Linked DNA regions of Sus scrofa: region 2 is linked to region 1. Evidence: chromatin contacts called from public Hi-C data. All regions are on one chromosome and are shown on one strand. Each heading gives the region's core, a stretch centred on a gene start, on an enhancer-like site or on the middle of the called end of the contact. The rest is flanking DNA. Distances are from core to core; before and after follow the strand shown. Region 1 holds the start of PRDM1 (PR domain zinc finger protein 1). Region 2 holds the start of LOC100521350 (transmembrane protein 256-like).

Evidence for each region. A called contact is a pair of places that touch in the nucleus more often than the background predicts.
Region 2: a contact with region 1 is called in a Hi-C map of embryonic fibroblasts, with 2.6 times the contacts expected there. The contact joins the promoter of LOC100521350 here to the promoter of PRDM1 in region 1. A contact is called at or near these places in 1 of 47 Hi-C or Micro-C datasets (embryonic fibroblasts) and 1 of 2 datasets of contacts at active chromatin or transcription factors (alveolar macrophages).

The regions. Positions count from the first base shown.
Region 1 is chr1:72,307,562-72,310,899 of Sscrofa11.1, forward strand. PRDM1 (PR domain zinc finger protein 1) reads left to right here and starts at 1,535. Exons shown (of 7, transcript XM_005659341.3): 1 at 1,535-1,634.
Region 2 is chr1:73,129,080-73,132,199 of Sscrofa11.1, forward strand. LOC100521350 (transmembrane protein 256-like) reads left to right here and starts at 1,687. Exons shown (of 2, transcript XM_021084607.1): 1 at 1,687-1,891; 2 at 1,894-2,197. The coding sequence starts at 1,687. The coding sequence ends at 2,120.

The sequences.
Region 1 (3,338 bases), core at 285-2,784:
CTCTTATCTGACTATTGGATAAAAGAGATACCTAGTTAGAAAGAAAAAAAAAAATATTGGAAATCCACCTGAGTTTCCCCACACATCGCATAGAAATGGTTATCATTTGGCTGTGGTTGTTTATTAAGTGCGTGGATGTCAAACTCAAAGGACAATTTAAAAATATGTAAATGAGTTCCCATTGTGGCGTGGCGGGTTAAGAACCTGACTAATATCCACGAAGTTTTGGGTTCCATCCCCAGCCCAGATCAGTGGGTTGGGGATCCGGCGTTGCCGTGAGCTGCGGTGTAGATCGCAGACGTGGCTCGGATCCTGTGTGGCTGTGTCTGTGGCGTAGGCTGGCAGCTGCAGCTTGGATTCGACCCCTAGCCTGGGAACTTCCACATGCTGTAGGTGTGGCCCTAAAAATAATAATAAAGAAAAATACGTAAATGATTCCATAAGGACACAACTGTCCATCTGAAAGGAAGGTAGGATGAGACACAGGTGGTTCTGTAAATCCCAAGACCTCAGACATTTGTGTGGGTTTTACAAAGTTTTATAAAGTTCTCTGGGTGGCACTTACCAGGGGAGGGAAGGGAGCTCCGCTTTGGTTCTTCACTGCCCTTAAATTTTGTTTCTCTTATTTAGGAAGTCAAAACACTGACCTCATTTCCAAACATCCACAGCCCCCTAGGCTTACTTACCATCCCAAGGGTTAGGCCCTGAATATGTTTGTCCAGTGTGTTGGGGTGGTGAGCTGTGTCACGGGAAGGAAGGCCTGTGCTATTTTTAAATTGATGCAACCCATGGTTGAAACATATCATACACATATCATACCAATGACACACACGCTGCATTGTAACCTAGCATGTGTCATACATACATTCTCTCTCACTCACACACACCCCTGCCCTTCTCATCCGGCTTTAAAAAGGGAAGGCAGCCGGAACGCCAAGCCTGATGATTTGAGTTGAAAAGGCTGTTAAAGTGTAAAAATCAAGTACCCCTCTGGTGCTCAGCCTGGCTTTGAGACATGTGGGAGGGCTTCAAAGCCACCGTGCCCCGCTTTTGGAGCTCTGGCTTGCAGTTGGTCCCCAAATGTTTACCAGCATGAAGATGCCTGACTTACAGGAAGTGGGAAGTGGGTGTGGGGGGTGAGGGTGAGTGGGTGGGTAGGGAGTGGGGAAGGGAGGGTGGGGGGGGTGTCCTCTTGATGTGGTTACTCTGTCATTGACCTTGTTTGGGTAGAGCAGGAGTTGAATTAGAAAATGAAAACACGTTTCATCTTAGGCCCATTTCATCCCATTTTTTACTTTCCTTAGGAAAAAAAAAAAAAAGAGAGTTGTTGTTTTTTTCCCAAGGGGAGCCAGGTCTCCAGATTTGGTGCTCAACTTCCCTTCCTTCTACAATAGTCTTCGCCCACACTCATCTGGCAGCCTACAAATGCAACGCCCAGCCCACCGAGAGAGGACTGGGCCGGGCCCAGTAGCTGAGGCTGAATATCATAGGCTTGTCGAGCTGCTGTGATGACACCATCAAAGGGAATAGATGGGGGTTTCTGAGAGGCGAGCTGTTTGGATCATTCATGATTTGCTGCCATTGTGAACACTCTTAAGGAGAGAACTCTGCCTGAGAAATGCTGATTAATAAAGGTAACTGAGGTTGGCTTTTTTTTTTTTTTTTTTTTTTTGGTGCTCTAACAGGGAGGGAAATAATATAGTGACTAAAAACACACCAAGGCATTACTTAGAAGCAAACACTTTGAGATGTAAAGACTCTAGGCAGGGGCAGCCTTAGATAGCTAGCTCTCTCTGCACAGCTGTACCAGTGCTGACGTCTGCCTGCTTGCCAGCATCCTAAATGCGGTGCTCATCGGGCCTTCTAGAAGGGGTGAGTGACATTTGGTGGGCCACCCCTTCTCCTCTCTGCCTCCCCTCCTCACCCCCAAGCACTTTTGTGCTGGACTATACCTAGATAGGACTATATGAACATGCGTTTTCTTACGACAGGGGCCTGCTTCCTTCCTTTATTCCCTCTTCCTTTTTTGCAGCTTTCATTTTAAATTATATCACATTAAATTATATCCCTTGACTGCTACAATGACAGTAAAAAAATGGTTTGGTTTGGTGCTTCTTTGGATTATTTGAAGGGTTTTATAGTCCAACACTGGGTCTCAAATTTGACTTTCCTTCAAGTTCCACTCGTGGCCTTGTCCAGCTCAGCTGGAGCACCTGGAACTAATTTTAGGGTTGCCTGCTAAGCCCCACGCTGGTATTTGAAGTTTGCGTCCTCCCTAGACTCAAGCTCATTTCACCACCTCTGAAGGTGAGTGCAGGCTGATATTAATTAACAGTGAGTTGATTCACTGGCATCTTCCAGTCATTAGAGTAAATATTTGGCTTAAAGGAGCCTCTTCCCACCTCAACCTTGCAACTTTTTGCCCATTCCTTTACCCCACCACGGTTGACTCACCAGCACTTGCAGGGGTGTATATGGCCTAAGACAAGAGTTTGGTTCTAAAAGGGAAGTGAGATACTCTTTAACATCTGCAGGCGAGACTGTTTGAACAGCAGGCCGGCCTTCAGTATGACTACATTGTTTTTTTGTCCATGCGGGCGCTGACTCAGCATCAGTTAATAAACCCTCTGGAGAAGGCTGGATTTCTCTTGTTTAATTATCATCTTGGCGCTTTCTGAGAACTCTTGTAAGGAATTGTTCATTCAGTTTTATACCCCCAGCACGTGTGCCGCCTAAAAGTCGTGTTTCCTCTGGGTGCTAGCGTCCCCTCTGGCATAACATTGCAATCGCAGGTCATCAGGCAGTGAGCTGGGAGTGTGGGTTACTTATGTCCCCTAGTGGGAATTTAATTGTTCAGTACTACAGAGATTGTGGAATGATTTTAGACTCAAGCACCATGTCCTGGCAAAAAATCTTTTGCCTCCCGTCTAAACCCCCCCAAAAAAAATTCTAGGAAATCTTCTTAAAAGAGAAAAGAAATTTGAAAGGTAAACAGACATTTTTTATGATTGAGTTGGGCTTTTGTTTTGCTTTGTTTTGTTTCTTCCTGTAAACAAATACTCACATGTCCACTTGATTGTGTGACTAAGTTGGTATCATTGGTTGGGACTAGGTGTGTATGTGGGGGTGTGTGTGCCTGCTGGGACTGGGTGTGTGTGCACACATGTATTGAAACTGTTAGTAAAGACACTGGCAGCCAAAGGTTGAAGGAGAGAGAATTTTTAGAAGGGCAGCAGGAATAGTGGGAGACTTGTGTCGCAGTGCTCCAGACAGTCCTTGTAATGGGGTGTCTGCTCTAAACGGACCCCTTGCATCATCATTTCCCTGAATTAGAGGAT
Region 2 (3,120 bases), core at 437-2,936, 820 kb after region 1:
CTGTGGTGTAGGCTGGCGGCTACAGCTCCAATTCGACCCCTAGCCTGGGAACCTCCATATGCTGCGGTTGTGGCCCTAAAAAGACCAAAAAAAAAAAAAAAAAAAAAAATTAAGGGAACAGGTTAATTTGCCTTTTAAGCTAAAATGATAAATTCTATTCTATGGAACAGGAGGTTTTTTTGACATTTTTAGCACTTAACAAAATTGATATGAAATCTAAGATACTCTATGCTTTATAGCAGAAATGGTGGCTGGAATAATTAAGTGATGTGTTTAAATTCTATTCTACAATTTGGTGCTATTATTTATGTTCACAGTACTCCTCCCCCTTATTCCGTGCCGTCCTTAAATGCATTAAATTCTATACATTTAATATTTTGATCTATCCTGGGTTTCTTTAGCTAAGCTTTGTTCCACACACAGGAACTCTAGCCTGCTCCAACCGAGATAGCAGAGAAGGTTAAAAAGTGAATGAGCCTTTCAATCTAGTCCCTGGGCTAGAGCTTGTTGAATCAGCTGGAAGAAGTCCAGCTTGACTCTCTGTGGGGACATGCTGCCCCCTGCTGGCGATAAGAACTCCTCCGCTCTCAAGAGTCAAAAAATAAAATAAACCCCTCCTTTGTGCCTACTATAAAAGCCTTGGATTTTTGAAGTCTTGTAAAGCTAGTAAACCACAATGAGCTTCCTTGACTATTAGTTCCTTTTTACCCTCTAAAGACTCTCAAAGAAATTCTCTCAGGTCTTGAGCTGCAACCAAACTAGAAAACAAATGTAAAGTGTAGGAGATGTATTATTTTCAAATGCAAATTTAGTAGGATGATGCCTACCTCTAAGCATCCCGGGGATTTTTTTCTTAAGGAAATGAAACAAAAGGAATTGGCTTTGGCCAGCTTAAATTCTTTGGTTAGAATTTAAATTCCACTGTGTTCATAAGGAGGTGAGAAAGCCAGCCTTCATCCATGCTGATGGGATTATGGAAAAGAATTTGACATCTTATCAATAGTAAAAATACATGTCCCCTTAGACCTCACAGTTCTAATTTTAGGAACTTAGCCTACAGATATACTTGCAGAAAGACAAAAGGGAATAAGTTCAAGAGTATTTTTCAGCACTGCTTCTAACAGTAAAGGATTGGAAATCACCTAATTATCCACAGATAAAGCCTCAACTAAAGAAATGGTGGCATATCCATATCACTAAATATTATAAATCATTGAAAAACATACATAATATGTACTACAAAGAAAAATCTCCAAATAAGTGGAAAAAAAGTAAGGTACAAAACAGTGTATGCACTACCATATTGTCTGTGTTTATTTATTTTATTTTTATTTTTTTGTCTTTCTGCCATTTCTTGGGCTGCACCAGGGGCATATGGAGGTTCCCAGGCTAGGGGTCGAGTCAGAGCTGTAGCCACCGGCCTATGCCAGAGCCACAGCAACACGGGATCCGAGCCGTGTCTGCAACCTACACCACAGCTCATGGCAACGTGGTATCCTTAACCCACTGAGCAAGGTCAGGGATTGAACCCGCAACCTCATGGTTCCTAGTCAGATTCTTAACCACTGAGCCATGAGGGGAACTGATTGAACCCGCAACCTCATGGTTCCTAGTCAGATTCTTAACCACTGAGCCATGAGGGGAACTCTGTATTATTTGTGTTTAAAAAAAAGAAAAAAGAAATGAACGCTGCCGGGATTGGGCACCAGTGGCCCTCATTTGCATGGAAGATCGGGATTAGCTTGCCTCTTGGGTGGCCCAGGCGGTGTTCATTCTTTGCCATGCGGTCCGGGGGCTGTTTTCCGCAGTTTGGGTGCCTTGTCCGCAGCTGGGGCCTTAGGATTGGCCTCCTACGGAGTGCACAGAGCCCAGTTTCTGGATGCCTACGGGAAAAGCTCTTTGACAAGGCCAACAAACACCACTTCTTACACAGCCTGGCCCTGTTAGGGGTGCCCCTGTGCAGAAAACCCCTCTGGGCTGGGTTACTGCTAGCTTCTGGAACCACCTTATTCTGCACCAGCTTTTACTACCAGTCTCTTAGCGGAGACCACAGCATCCGGACTTTGGCCCCTGTAAGAGGGAGCCTGCCAATTTGGGGCTGGCTTGCCTTGGCTCTTTGAGCTTCCTTGTGTTGAATTTCTGGGTGCTTTTTCAAGAAATGGAACAGGGAGGGCATTAAAAGAGAAAGGCAAATTAAAAAAAAAAAAAAAAAAAAAAAGATGGAGTTCCTGTTGTGGCTCAGTGGGTTAAGAACCCTACAAGTATCCATGAGGATGTGGGCTGGAATCACTCAGTGGGTTAAGGATCGGGTGTTGCTACAACCTGAGGTGTAGTCATAGACCAGATTCAGATCCCACATTGCCATGGCTGTGGCATAGGCCTGCAGATGCAGCTCTGATTCAACTCCTAGCCTGGGAACCTGCATATGCCTTAGGTGTGGCCTTAAAAAGCAAAAATAAAATAAAATAAGAAAAAGTGATTATTTCCAAAGGGATAGTGAGAAATTGAGAACTGTACTTGCCACTGAGGAAGGGAACTGGCTGGCCAGGGCATAGAAGTAAGACCCTTTTTTCATTACATACTGGTTAATACTCTTTGAATTTGGTGCATTATTCATTCACAAATAAATAATCATTTAAATAAAATAATGTTAATACAGTCTGGGGGGAGTTCCCATCGTGGCACAGCAGAAACGAATCCAACTAGGAGCCATGAGGTTATGGGTTTGATCCCTGGCCTCGCTCAGTGGGTTAAGGATCCTGCACTACCATGTGAGTTGTGGTGTAGGTTGCAGACACAGCTTGGATCCCACGTTGCTCTGGCTGTGGTGTAGGCTGGCATCTATAGCTCTGATTTGACCCCTAGCCTGGGAACCTCCCATATGCCTCGGGTGAGGCCCTAAAAAGATAAAGGACAAAAACATATATAAATATATATATACAATCTGTGGCTGGCTCCCATAAAGCAAACATGTGGAAAACTTTTTCCAGCCCCTGGGGGCTCAGAATTTCATCCCCCTTCCCTCAGGAACCCTCCGTCCATAGTTCATTGGTTTCTGATCAGAAATTACAGCATTGCCTCAGTTCATTCATCCTACAACAACTATGAGACCAATCCTCT